2 separate regions of the Macaca mulatta genome follow, and region 1 is linked to region 2. Evidence: chromatin contacts called from public Hi-C data. All regions are on one chromosome and are shown on one strand. The core of a region is the stretch at or near the end of the contact, and the rest is flanking DNA. Distances in the headings are between cores, read along the strand shown.

What was found. A called contact is a pair of places that touch in the nucleus more often than the background predicts.
Region 1: a Hi-C map of blood shows a contact between it and region 2, with 4 times the contacts expected there. The contact joins the promoter of TMCO6 here to the promoter of SRA1 in region 2. A contact is called at or near these places in 7 of 14 Hi-C or Micro-C datasets (CD4 T cells, blood, cortical neurons and 4 more).

The regions. Positions count from the first base shown.
Region 1 is chr6:149,480,928-149,488,655 of T2T-MMU8v2.0, reverse strand. It overlaps TMCO6 (transmembrane and coiled-coil domains 6), which reads right to left and starts at 6,459. Exons shown (of 9, transcript XM_077937177.1): 1 at 6,294-6,459; 2 at 6,051-6,163; 3 at 3,225-3,310; 4 at 2,854-2,973; 5 at 2,252-2,363; 6 at 1,961-2,147; 7 at 1,733-1,827; 8 at 1,189-1,356; 9 at 141-950. The coding sequence starts at 2,939. The coding sequence ends at 837. It overlaps NDUFA2 (NADH:ubiquinone oxidoreductase subunit A2), which reads left to right. Exons shown (of 3, transcript NM_001261499.1): 3 at 243-506. The coding sequence ends at 334.
Region 2 is chr6:149,410,828-149,417,575 of T2T-MMU8v2.0, reverse strand. SRA1 (steroid receptor RNA activator 1) reads left to right here and starts at 3,893. Exons shown (of 3, transcript XM_077937179.1): 1 at 3,893-4,208. The coding sequence starts at 3,903. APBB3 (amyloid beta precursor protein binding family B member 3) reads left to right here. Exons shown (of 13, transcript NM_001266106.1): 10 at 259-342; 11 at 608-723; 12 at 858-1,049; 13 at 2,536-3,073. The coding sequence ends at 2,772.

The DNA.
Region 1 (7,728 bases), core at 5,210-7,709, 69 kb before region 2:
ATAAATGCCTACAGTATCCCTGAAAGCTTCCCTGAAACAACCCATTGTGGCCATCCAGAATCAGCCAAAATTCTATTTGGACTTGGGCTTCCTAGATGTGTTTGAGACCTATTGTATTAATTCTAGGCATACCAAATATATTTTGATCATATCTCTTTAATACTCTTCCCATCTTAACAAAACTGTAAGATAAAGACAAGATCTTTTATTTTACTTCAGTGGCCTCCACTCTTTCTCCTCAGCATTTGGCCAAGAGAAGAATGTCCCTTTGAACAACTTCAGTGCTGATCAGGTAACCAGAGCCCTGGAGAACGTGCTAAGTGGTAAAGCCTGAAGCCTCCACTGAGGATTAAGAGCAACAGCCCCAGAGCCTGGGCTCTGCTGGACTTAGTATAATGTGAAAAAAATGTGTTCCCCTATTCCTCATAAAGCTTGTGCTGTAAAATACTTTCTCAGGGTGTTCTTGTCCTCATCTACCCTCTACCCCTTACTGTGTAACCACTGAGGCAAAGTAGCTTAATATAAAAATAAAACTTTATTCTGTCTCATCAAAAGCTACCAGCTGCTGAAGCAAAAATGAAGGGTGGGGGGCAGGGATTCTAGGGCCCCAGAATAAGTAGACCAAACTGAGTCCCTTTTGGTCCTCCTGCCTAGATAGTGCTGAGTGAAAGAGGAGGAGCTGGGACCCAAAGGTCTTGGCTTAGGTATGGGAGCAGAGAACATGAGACATCATTATGGTCCTAAATCTCCAAAGGCTCTGCTGTCTCCAAAGGCTCTACTGGACAAAGAAGCTTGATGTTAAGAGAGAGGGGAATGAGTGACATTGAGAAACGAGATCACCCTTGAAGAGCTGTCTGCCGGAGAGCATACACACGATCCTGGAGCTGGGCCTCTTCCTGATGCCTTTCCAGGGCCTGCAGCCCTGACTGCTGCAGGAAGACTTGAACAGCCTAGGGGCAGGGAAGAAAATTCAGCATACCTCATCTGTGTCCTAAGACTCAATTCCCACAGCCTCATGGGTCAGCCCACTTTAGAGGGTGCATTCCCCCACAAAAGGATGAAGGTTCTGACATGGAACCTATATAGGTTAGCCAGGCCCAGAGAACTATAGTTAGGACTGGACTGGAAGGGAGCTACTGTGTGGCTTCAAAACAGGGGTGACTGAGGATGTGGGCCAGAAACCTATACCTCTGGCTGATACAGGAACAGCAGATGCAGCAGCTCCAAACTCTGGCCTACTACTTCAGTGTCAGAAAAGGCTAGTGTGTGCAGTAAGGTGGGAAGCAGGGGCCCTGGCCACAGCCGCTGGCAGTAAGCAGGACCCTTCTCTGCAACATTGCACAAAACTGTGAGCACCTGCAGATAGATACATATATAGTCTACAAAGAATGAAACAAAGATCATAACAATAGCTAAAATATATGACATGGTGGCCACATGCCTAGGCACCATGCCAAGCTCTTCTACATGCATGTTCTCATACTCCTACAACTACCCTATGATGCAAGATTATCCCCAATTATAAGTGAGGAGGCTGAAGCTTAAGGTGGTTAGGTGATTTGTCCAAGGATAAATAATCCAGTTTAAGGGACACATACCTAGACTGGTTGGGCCCTGAGGCCACACACCACCACCTGCTGGCTCTCAACTAAGGGTACATCTGAGGGCTCAGAACTGCTGTCCCATACAATCCGACTACCAGATCTTGGATTCAAGTGACCCCAATACATACCATTACGCTCACCACATTAGATACTGGCAACAGCTGCAAGAGGGGCTCAATCAGATCCAGGGAGAGCAAGGAGGTACAGAAACTAGGACTGTTTGCTGGAAGAGAAGTACCAGGGTGAAAAACTGCTTTCCCCCACCACCCCTGCCAATACTACCCACCTCAGCCTAGGCCATGGGGAAATATCCCCATTATCCAAATGTCCAGGCCTGGGCAGACTATGGTGCGTACCAGTGAGGTTGTTGAGGAGCCAGAGGCCCTCAGGGAGTAGACTGGGCTGTTTCTGGAAAAAGAACTGCAGAAGGATAAATAAGGCTGCCACAACACGCTCATCTCTGAGCTGCATTTGCCCTCCCACAGTCTCCACTGCTGCCTCAGTTAGCAGGTTGCTTAGACATCGAAGCACGGGGCATGCCAGCTGCAAAGACATATTGGGGGGTCAGGTGTAAGAAGGAAGAGGTTACCTGCATTCTGGAGTATCAGGAAACATCTCCCAGAATTTCACCTGACCTCTTCACCTACCAGCTCCAGTCCTGCATCCTCAGTTCTCTGGACAGCCCCAGCCAAGTCCAACAGCAGCAACCCCAGAGTAGACAGAGCCCCATGGCCAATGAGCAGAGGATTGCTGACCTGGCTGGGAAACAGGAAGCAAGCAGTCACTATGTATATAGTCAATTCCACCTTTAAGAAGTGAAGCGGTTCGGCGTTGTGGCTCATGCCTGTAATCCCAGCACTTTGGGAGGCCGAGACCAGCCTGGCCAACATGGCGAAACCCTGTCTCTATTAGAAATACAAAAATTAGCCAGGCATGGTGGCACGCATCTATAGTCCCAGCTACTCAGGAGGCTGAGGCAGGAGAATCGCTTGAACCCGGGAGGCAGAGGTTGCGGTGAGCTGAGATTGCACCACTGCACTCCATCCAGCCTGGGTGACAGAGCAAGACTCTGTCTCAAAAAAAAAAAAAAACAGCTAAGGTCTGTGGGTCTCCTGGGCTCCAAAAAGAGAGGAGAGTGGAGGGAGGAAAACTCACTGTAGCAATTCCAGACCCAAGTTCAAAGAGTTGAATGTCATGAAAGGGAGCCCCAGGGAAGATCTGTGGTACTTTCCCAATTGCCCCATGTTACCTGCAGATGATGTAATGAAGGCACCAGGCAAACTCCACAGCGACCCCAGGGTTCAGCTTTGGGCCAGGTTGCAACATTTGTAGCATGTGCTGAGGGAGAGTGGAGGCCAAGATGGAGCTGCTGGCAGAAGCAGGGCTGTGAGTAGGCCACGAAGATGCCAGTGGCTCTTACCAAACCCTGATAGCAGGTAGGAAAGTGTCCAGACCCAAAGCCCTGCCCAGATGGGAAAGTGTCCAAACCCAAAGCCCTTCCTAGCCAGACATATGAAGTTAAAATATGCAACAGCTTTGGAAATCATTCAGGCATCCGGGAGCTATACTACTACTGAGTGGGTCACCTCTGGCTGCACATCAAAAGACAATTTTACTCACGGAATGATCTTCTCTGGAGCTTCCTTAGCCTGTAGAAGCTGGGACAAGGCATATCCAAGAGCTTCCAGCACAGCCACATGGGGGGACTGAAAGTAGACAGGGTAAGGATCTGACTGGAAGCTGGGTCATAAGGTCTTCAGAGACTTTCAGCCCCTTGGCACAGAGCAGAAGCTGCAGCTACCTAACCAAAGTAGATGGAGCATGTGGGAAGGAGCAAAGGAAGGGTTGCCCAGGGAGGAAGAAAGGAGTCACCTGAATGCAGGCAGCCAAGGCTGGAACAATGCCCTGTGGCAGGAGCTGCCTTCTCACAGCCTCACTCTCCACGATCAGGTTACCCAGTGTATACAGACACAGCTCCTGAGAACAGGCAACAAAAGCACTGGGCTTGGCCTGTTTCATGCCAGGCTGGGTGTGGGGAGATGGGGAGGGGAGGTGATGGGGACACTGGAGCAGCTATCCTTGACGCTCACAAGAGGGTGGGGAGATGATGGGTGTAGGCATGGCTGTAGGCATAAGGGCAAATATGTTTTCTTCCTCCTACTTGCCAGCTCAAACTGGTCCCAAAAGCACAATTTTAAAATCTAAACCAAGAACAAGATAGGAAGGGACAGGGCTTACTATGAAGTCTGAGCTGTGACCGGAGAGGTAGGTGAGGAGGTAGGAAGTAGCTGGCAGGCAGGCCTCAGCAATGGTGGACTGCTCAGAGTGAGAAAGCTCATGCAGGCACCGAGCCGCCTCAAGCTGCAGCAGAGCCTGGTTGCTGGTCAGGAGCCCGACCAGGGTCCGCATGCTGCCCTCCAGCCTACGTGAATGAGTACCAGAGCCCTGCTTAGCTTGTGGCCCATCCCTCAAAGCCCCAGCTCCCCCCTCCCCCACACCACCCACACTGACTGGATGAAGGTTTGCTGTGTTTCAGGGTGCTGCAAGCCTCGACGAAGGCTAACCAGAGCCCCCTCTCTCTCCTTTTCTTCTGTACCCCGCTGGGCTTGCCGCAGGAACTGCTGCACCTGGAGTTCAGGGCAGGGAAAGGAGAACACATAGTTCCCAGAAAGCAAGTTCTAAGTTTCTCTCTGCCCACTTCACCTGTGAGCCTTCCAATATCATACCACCTCCAGAACTTGTCATTCACACTAATGCAACTAATAAGCATCTACCTTGCAGTGGAGTGGACAGAGAATCAGAACTGAGTTCTAATACCATACCTGCCACTCACTCCACATGGGACCTGAACCTAAGTTTCCTCACCTGAAAATGAGAATAACAATATCTACCCTGCCTTCATACAAGGTTCTTTCAAGGATATTTAAAACTCTCAGCCTGGCAAAACCTACTCCTCCAGCCATTCTCCCCATGCAACCTACACTCTAACAACAACTAGCACAACATTAGCCTTTTTTTTTTTTTTTTTTTTTTTAACACTTCCGAGCTTTTGCACATGCTATTCCTTCTGCCTGGATACCCTCTCCAGCTTCCCACTCTTTTCAGATTTCTGCTCCTCATTCTCTCTGGGAAGTTAGCTCTTTTTGAGAGACTTAGGAGTTTCTTTTGTTCCTCATGTTTCCTTCCCTTATGACATGTCTTCTTCACTGGGCTGTGAGCACCTCAAAGAAAGGGACTTCATCTTTATGTACCTCAGTGACCAGCACAGTGTCCTGGCATAAAGTAAGCACACAATGGAATAGTACAACCTAGAAATAAGTTGACAAAATATATGTCAACATAGTATGTACGATAAACTATGTATGTAAACATAATACAAATATAGGGGATACTCAATGCTTGCTGAATAAATCCTTTCATTCACTCATTCAATAAATACTAAGCACTTAACTATATGCCAGATAATGTGCGGGCAACCGGGTTTTCAATGATAACAAATAACACAGGATCTAGGTTTTCCTGCAATTAAAGTCTAGTTGGAGAAAGAACAATAAACAAGCCATTAGATAATGATTAATATTTTACAAGAAACAAGTAGGTGGCCGGGCACAGTGGCTCACGCCTGTAATCCCAGCACTTTGGGAGTCCGAGGCGGGTGGATCACGAGATCAGGTGTTCGAGACCAGCCTGACAAACATGGTGAAACCCCGCCTCTACTAAAAATACAAAAATTAGCCGGGCATGGTGGCGCGAGCCTGTAATCCCAGCTACTCAGGAGGCTGAGGCAGGAGAATCGCTTGAACCCGGGAGGCGGATGTTGCAGTGAGCCGAGATCATGCCACTGCACTCCAGCCTGGCGACACAGCGAGACTCTGTCTCAAAAAAACAAAACAAAACAAAAAGAAGGTTCTCAAGACAGAATACCAAAAGAAACCCACATCAGACGTAGCGAATGCCAAGGGCTTGAGACACAAGGGTCCGATATATCGTTGCAGGAACTGAAAAGGGGACAGTGGCTAGGATGAGAAAACTGATAAAATTAGAGTTAGGAAGAGGCTAGACCATGCTATGATTTGCAGGACACAGGAAAGATTTTGGTCTCCATGTGTTTTTAAAGGACGTATTGACGGCGACAAGCATAGATGCAGGGTGACCTTTTAGGAGACTGCAGTAGTATCCAGAGAGGTAGTGGTGGCAGCTTCGATGGTGAAGCATGTAAAGACTCCAAAGCTCTTCAGGAGGTACACAACTAGGACTTGATGATGGAATGATATGGGGTTGAGGGTCAAAGAGTTGTGCAGGATGATTCCCCTGTTTCTGGCTTGACCCACTGAATGCATGGAAGTGTAGAGTGGATTGCGTTCAGGTTTGGGGCAGACCTCGAGTACTCCCGGGAGTCTGGCGCCAGTGGCGTGGACTCCAGCGCACCCTGCCTTGCCCCCTCACCTCGGCCTCCCCGAGGATCGCAGCCACACATCCCTCTCCAGCTTCCTCTGGGGCGTCTTCTCTCAGCAGCCTCTTGCTGACCAGCTGCTGCTCCCTCCGCGCCTTCCGCAGTGCTGGGGGCAGAGGAGCGGGCTGAGCGTGGGAAGGACGACCGGAACCCAGATCCCGCGGCTCCAAGCCTGAAGTCTCAACCTATCTCCGATCGCTATATGCCCCCGCGCTCCCTCGGCCGCCCACACCTGCCTCCTGCTCCCGCCGGCGGCGCCGTAGCTCCTCCACCCCGCAGACTGTGGGCCTAAGGTGGCCCTGCCGTCGGCTCCACATGGTAGAGCAGGAGGAGGAACGCCGCAGGAAACAGCGGCCACAACGCTCCCAGGGGCGTAGACGATGGCACCGACTGCGCAGACTCAGCACAGGGAAGGCCCAGGCGGGGAAGTCGCCAGGAGCGGAGTGGGTGCTGGGTGAGGGCGGGGCTCGGCGAGCGGACGCTGCGCGGGGACGGTGGGCGGGGTGAGGGCTAGAGACGCTGCACCACCAGACCAGAGCCAGAGGCGGCGCTCCGCCTCTGATTGATTTGTCTTATCAATTTTAGGAAAAGAAGTCACTCATCCCTTACCTCAAGTGCCCCAAGCCAGCGGTGTCACAATCTACTCAGCAAACACAACTTCCCCACCCACAATGCGCTCTAGATGAACGTTCAAAACAACCCTGAACTTCGGGAAGCGCCACCATGCCATTTCACCATTAATGCGGATCCCACTGATAAGAGCTGCCAGAAACGCTTGAAGCGTCATTGAATTGTCAACGAAGAGTCAAACTCTGTAAAATATTTGAAGAGACTTATTCTGAGCCAAATATGAGTGACCATGGCCCGTGACACAGCCCTCGGGAGGTCCTGAGAACATGTGCCCAAGGTGGTCCAGTACAGCTTGGTTTTACATATTTTAGGGAGATATGAGACTTCAATCCAAATCATTCAAGAAATACACTGGTTGGGCCGCGCGTTGTGGCTCACGCCTGTAATCCTAGCACTTTGGGAGGCCGAGGCGGATGGATCAATTTAGGTCAGGAGTTTGAGACCGGCCTGGCCAACATGGTGAAAGCCCATCTCTACTAAAAATACAAAAATTAGCCGTAGTGGTGGGTACCTGTAATCCCAGCTACTCCGGAGCCTGAGACAGGAGAATGGTTTGAATCCGTGAGGCGGAGGTTGCAGTGGGCCGAGATCGCGCCATTGCACGCCAGCCTGGGCTACAAGAGCGAAACTCCGTCTCAAAAAAAAGAAAAAGAAAGAAAGAAATGTGGGATATGATGAGGTTTCTCTTCAAATAATTAGATCAGTCTTTTATTCTTTAATTCATAGTACCCCCCACACACACCTTTTTTCCCCCTTTTCTCCTTTTTTTTTCCTTTTTGCCTTCATTAGATGCCCAGGCACGCCACAGTACTAGGCGTTATCTGTACCAGCTCACATTCCTTTCTTTATTTGGAAAGAGGACTAACTTTGTAGTTCATTACAGGCACCCCTTCCCCTTCCTCTCCACTTTCTTTTAAGTGTCCACCTTATCTAAAAAATTCAAGTGTTTAGCCAACCGGGATTAGTTTAGATTGTATGACCCGCAGGACTTGCGTCAGGAATAAAGGCTCTCGTGCCCCTTTGTTCAGGTGTGCTCTCATG
Region 2 (6,748 bases), core at 2,644-5,143:
TGGGAAGGGGAGTGCCGCATTGCTGCATTGGGCTGCTTTGGTGCCGCTTTGTGGGTGGGCAATTTCTGGTTATTTAGTACTTCTGTGGATAAATTTCTGAGGGTCTGGTCTCAGGGATCCCAAGCCACGAGTTGGAGGAGCATCTATGAGCCTTTTCTTCTATCAGCACCAGCTCTGACCTGAGTCCTGGCCATTCAGAAGGGTGGGGAAAATGGTAATTGAGAGAGCTGCTAGGCCGACTTGGTGTGTATATTTCAGTCGAGCTGCTGGATGCAGTAAGCCAAGCTGCTCAGAAGTATGAAGCACTGTACATGGGGACACTGCCAGTCACCAAAGCCATGGGTGAGGACTGAGGGGGCTGCATATGGTGGGCTGTGTGAGGCAAGGGGAAGGTGAGTGAGGTGGGGCCCACTACCATTTCTCAGAGTCCTCCCATGGCCTTGTTATGGCGCCTGGGATCTACCAGCCTTCCCAACTCAGAATTCTAAGCCTTGCCCCAACTATCCTATTCCCTATCTCTGAATCCCAAGTCAGTGAGAGGGGGCTAGACACTCCCTGCAGACTCTTTCTTTTACAACTGGGAGACACGCTGGGCATGTTCCCCCAGGCATGGATGTGCTGAACGAGGCCATTGGTACCCTCACCACCAGGGGGGACCGGAATGCCTGGGTCCCAACCATGCTCAGTGTGTCTGACTCTCTCATGACTGCACACCCCATTCAGGTATCAGAAGAGGGTGAAGTTGGGGGCTTTGGAGGGGTGAGCAGGGATGCTGAGGGGTCACTGCTTGCTGCTGGAAAAGTTCAGTGGGTCTGGCCAGTGCTTGGCCCCCTAGTGACTAGGCCTGGTGTGGGCAGGCAGAGGCCAGTACAGAGGAGGAGCCATTGTGGCAGTGCCCTGTGCGCCTTGTGACATTTATTGGTGTTGGCCGCGACCCACACACCTTTGGCCTCATCGCTGACCTGGGCCGTCAGAGCTTCCAGTGCGCAGCCTTCTGGTGCCAGCCCCATGCAGGGGGACTCTCCGAAGCTGTGCAGGCTGCCTGTATGGTGAGTCATGGGTGGGAATGGGTGGGTGGGATTGCCCTGCAGCTGCTCTCCGCTGTTTACTGGGGCTCAGGGTCGGCAGCCTCTTTAGAGATCACAAACCTGGGCTGATTCTGCATCATTAATGTTTTGGCCCTCATGATGTTTTTAGTAAGTTTTAATTAGTTGCCAATACTTAAAGGCCAGGACATTTCACATAATAATCGCTATTCTTGTTTTTCTTAAAATATCAAGAGCTCTGGCACTCAGTTCACACGTGTAAATGTCAACATGCAGCCAGAGTTGTGCAGAAGCTGTGCCCTAAAGAGTTGGCATTGTTCCTGTTTGTCCCATTTAGGTTTATTTCCTGGCATCTGTGGGCATTTGACTGTGGGTTGCTTACACTTTGTTAGTTCAGTTTGCTCATTCATTCAACAAATATGAGTGCCTACAGGGTCCCAGGCACCATAGTTGACCCTGAGAATTTAGTGTTATAGAGGGCACAGCCCTTGCCTTCGCAAAACACTTAGGATAGTGCCAAGATAGACCAGAAATAAGTTGTACACCGCTGGTTAATGGAAGAGGTGGCCCCTTTAGGGGTCAGGAAGGCTACCTGTAAGAGGTGATAGAAAACTGACAGTCCAAGAGGGAAGTTAGCCAGGTGAAGGGGAGTGGGCAGGTGTACCAAGCACAGGGAACCTTAGCTGTGAAGGTGAGAGATATTAGTGGATGAGAGTATCTGAAAGAATCTAGTGTATCTGGCATGCAAGGGGGATGTAGTAAGAGATGAGATCAGAGAGAATGACAGAAGCCAGGTTATGGGGGACCTCATAGGTCAGGGTGATGAGTTTATCTGGAGGCACTAGGAATCACTGAAGCCCCACAGTGAAGTCAGGGTTATGTATTAGGATGATCACTTAAGCTATAGTATGGGTAAAGATTTGGAGGACATGAGAGGAGGTAGGAAGGCCAATTAGGATGCCTTTGAGCCATTCAGATGAGATGACTGGGAGGAGTTGCATTGGGGCTGGAGTTTGAGTTGTACACCCTTACCCTCAACTAGGGAATCTGCTTTGCAGGGACTAGTCCCCACCAGTGAGAGATGGAAAAGAGCCAACATAGTGGTACATGTAATGAAGAGTTCAGGCTCTGCAATCAGAGAACTAGGTTTGAATGCCATTTCTGCCTTTCTCTGGCTCTGTGACCTTGGGCAAGTCATATACTCTCTGAATCTCAATTTCCTCATTTGCAAAACAGGGATAATAACCCCTCATAAATAACTGAATTATACAAAGCACTTAGCAGTGTCCAGCTCGCCCTCCTTAAGTGTCTGATACAGTTTTATGATTTTGTTATTGAGCTACCTGGGAATGCTCTAGAAACTCCACATGTGGCCGACTACCAACCTTGTTATCAGACAGAAGCTTTGGCCAGTTCCCTGTCCAGCAGAAGCTTTCAGGGAGTCTAGGGGCAGAAAGTAGCTGGATCCTCACATTCCCCTTCTCCCTAGGTTCAGTACCAGAAGTGTCTTGTGGCCTCTGCAGCTCGAGGCAAGGCCTGGGGTGCCCAGGCCCGTGCCCGCCTGCGGCTCAAGCGGACCAGCTCCATGGATTCCCCAGGAGGTCCCCTGCCCCTCCCCCTGCTCAAAGGAGGGGTTGGCGGTGCAGGGGCAACCCCTCGAAAGCGGGGTGTCTTCTCTTTTCTTGATGCCTTCCGGCTGAAACCCTCTCTGCTCCACATGCCCTAAACTTATCTGGGAAGGCTGGGGAAGGAGGCTCTGGGTCCATGCCTAACTCTGTACCCTTTTATTCCTCAAGGCCTATAGCCTGTCACCCCTTGAAGCCTTCTCTGCCTGTCCCTCTGATCCTTGTCCACTGTCTGTTTATTGCCCAATTTATTGTTTATATGGATGACTGGAAGGCACTGCACCACAATGTAGGACCCTGACTTCCCTTTCCTTGGGTCCTTGTGTTCCTTGCCCCTGTCCAACCCTGGACAGTTGGCTCTACCTCAGTAACACTTTATAGCAAAATCAGTGCAAATAAAAATCCCTCAGTGACCTCACTGGATGTGAGTATATTGGGCCTGGGACAGGGCTGGGGGCTAACAGCCTGTGTGAGATGAGCGTCTTTGTGTCTGTGCTTGATGTTGGTGGCTCTCTGTAGTCACATGACAGCATGGGTGTGATGGAGATCTGACTTCATTCATTCAACAAACATATTTTCTAAGGAGTTCCCTGTGCCACGCACTAAGCTGGGCACCGGGGATGTAATAAAATAGGCAAGGTCCCACCTTCTGAGACTGTCAGGGAAATGAACAAGAGTCAAATAAGACAGAAGATGTGATGTAATATAATTAGGAAATCTTAGAGGGTTGTAGGGTTGTGGGAGCTCAAGTAAGACACTTAACCTGGCCTGAGACATTCCAGAAGGCCTCCTGAAGAACTGACATCTGAGCTGAGAACTGAAGGAAGATGAGTACTAGTTAGTGAGGCTACCTGAGGTGAATGTGGAGATTGTGCAGGGCAATGCAAGAGGAGGCTGTAGAAGTCAACCTGGCTAGATCGCAGCGGGGCGTATGTGGGGCAGGAGCTTCTGGTTGTTCGAACTTGCTCCTGAGAGGATGAGGGCTCCTAGGGCGCTGGCTCCTGGACAACAACCTCCTTTGGTGCCTTGTGACCGGGCCCTGATGGTTCATTAGATGGAGCCTTCGAGTCTTAGGGAGTTGCCGCAGGGTCCCCACAGCAGCTCCCGACGGCTGTGAACGAGCATCCATCCTCCAGGGTTCCCGGCAACCCGCCTGGCCTGGGACGCGGCTCAACTGTGAGCGGCCGTCCCGGAAATGACGCGCTGCCCCGCTGGCCAAGCGGAAGTGGAGATGGCTGAGCTGTACGTGAAGCCGGGTGAGCGCGGCCGACTGGCTAGGGCACTAGGTCCTCGCCCCGGCCTAGGCTGGGGGCGGTTGCGGCGCGGAGTCTGGACCCTCTGTCTCCCCCAGCCCCAATATGAACTATCAGTGGAGTTCCGGGCTCGCTTCACACATCCCTCGCCTCCGCAGGCAACAAGGAGCGCGGCTGGAACGACCCGCCGCAGTTCTCATACGGGCTGCAGACCCAGGCCAGCGGACACAGGCGCTCGCTGCTCACCAAGAGGGTCGCCGCACCCCAGGATGGATCCCCCAGAGGTGCGTGGGGCCCCTGTGCTCGGAGACCGACGGGGAATGGGGAGGGGGGTGTAAGAGATAAGCCTGTCTGGAAGGCTTTTTTCTCTTCCCCGAGGGCTCCTTATGGAGAGAGGTTATGGGGCTCCAGTAAAGGTCTCAGGGCAGGTGCTTTTCCGAGCCCCTTCTCTGCTGCTCAGGTTAATAAATGGTGTATTGATTTAAAAAGACTCTATTTTTTCATCCTAGGTGATCTCATCCAGACCCGTGGCTTTTAATATAGTTTTAATCCTCAAGTTATCTATCTTTGTTAACCTATACCTCTTCCCAGAACCTCATAGTGGCATATTCATTTGTCCATTCTGTCTTCACTTAGGTATATGATAATCATCAGACTTCACAGTTTTTCATTCATTTAATCACTATTATTTACTGAGCACTTACTATAAGTCAGGCACTGTTTAAGGGCCAACTAGACAGCAGTGAGAAAAAAGATCTCTGCTTTCAGGGAGTCCATGTTGCAGCGCTGGAGATGGGCTGAAAGATTAAATAGTGGTGAGGGTGCTACAGAAAAATAAGCGGTGATGTAATATGACTGGGTAACGAGGTGTCTGAGGGGCTGATATTTAAGCCACACAAAAAGCATTCCAAGCAAAAGAAACAGCTGCAAAAGGAATAAGTTTGGCCAATTCAGAGACTGATGAAATACAGAGTGACTGGCTACAGCCACTTTGTAAACCAGGATAGTGGGCTTTGTAAACCAGGATAAGGAGTTTGTATTTTAGTCTACATAAAGTTGGAAGCCATTGAAAAGTTTAAAGTAGAGGAGAGCCAACTTTCCCCCTGAGAATTTTCCAGGCCATTAAATGGGCTGTGCTGTGGCCTCCATAAAGGGGCTCAGGTTTGGTTCTTTCAGTGGCCCTCCATTCTCCACACCCTTTTTGCTGTAGAAGAAGAATGATACAAGGCTTGGTTTCTTAAACTCAGCAGTATTGATAGGTTGTGGCCAGATAATTCTTTGTGAGGGACTTTCCTGTGTGTTTATCAGCAACTCTGACTTCTATCCAATAGATGCCAGTAGCATCCACCCAGTTGTGATAGCCAAAAGTGTTTCCAGACATTTGCCCTGTGGGCACTATCTTCCTAGCTTGAGAACCAGGGACTGATTGACATTTTGAAAAGATCATGGTCTGCTGTGTGAAAACAAGATTTTAGGGGAGTGGAAAGACAAATTACAGCTATTATGGTAATATAGGCAAGATTTAATGATTTGCATAAGGGTACTAGGAGTTAGATGGATATGAGATGGAGAAGTTCAGTAGGAATGAGTAGATTAGGAGGAATCCATATAACTAAAATTTTTTGCTTGATATAGGAAGACTGGGGGATAGTGGTTTTGGGGAGGGGGAGTTTTTTTGGGGGGCCCATGTGAAATTTAGGCTGTTATTTTTCGGGAAAAGTCTAAGCCAGAATTAGAGAAATAAGTCACCATTACAAGGATGGTATTTGATGTTATGCACTTGAATGAGGCCAGGGACAGAGCCGTAGGGCACTCTAGCATTTCAAGGTTGAGAAGGAATCATCAAAGGAGATTGGGAAGTGGCCAAAGAAGAAAATAGAAGAGGCCAGGCGCAGTGAGTCACGCCTGTAATCCCAGCACTTTGGGAGGCCAAGGCGGGCGGGCAGATCACCTGAGATAAGAAGTTCAAGACCAGCCTGGCCAACATGGCGAAACCCTGTCTCTACTAAAAATATAAAAATTAGCGGGGCCTGTAATACCAGCTACTTGGGAGGGTGAGGCAGGAGAAACGCTTGAACCTGGGAGGTGGAGGTTGCGGTCAGCCGACATCACGCCACTGCACTCCAGCCTGGGCGACAGAGCGAGATTCTGTGACAAAACCAAAACCAAAATAAAAAAATAGGAGAGTGTAAAGACATGAATCAGTAGTGATGAATGCTACTGAGACATCAAGATAGAGACAAGGGGCCAGGTGCAGTGGCTCACACCTGTAATCCCAGCACTTTGGAGGCTGAGGCAGGTGGATCACGAGGTCAGGAGTTCAAGACCAGCCTGGCCAACATGGTAAAACCCCCTCTCTACTAAAAATACAAAAAGTAGCCAGGTATAGTGGCGGGTACCTGTAATCCCAGCTACTCAGGAGGCTGAGGCAGGAGAATCATTTGAACCTGGGAGGTGGAGGCTGCAGTGAGCTGAGATCACACCATTGCACTCCAGCCTGGGACTCCATCTCAAAAAAAAAAAAAAAAAAAAAAGAAAAAAAGGAACCACTAGATTTGACAAGCATAGCAGTCACTAGTGATCATAACAAAAGCAGCCTGCATTAGTGAGAACAGAAACTCAGCTGGAATGGGCTGAGGAGAGAATGTGAAAAGTAGGGAGAGTGACTATAAACAGTTCACTCAAATTCTGTGGAGATAAGAAATGAGACAGTATCTGAAAATGGAACGTGAAGGGAGTGTTTTGATAGTAATATACTAGAGCATGTTTGTACGCTAATGGGATGATTCAGTAGAGAGGGAGAACTGATGATGCAAGAGAAGAT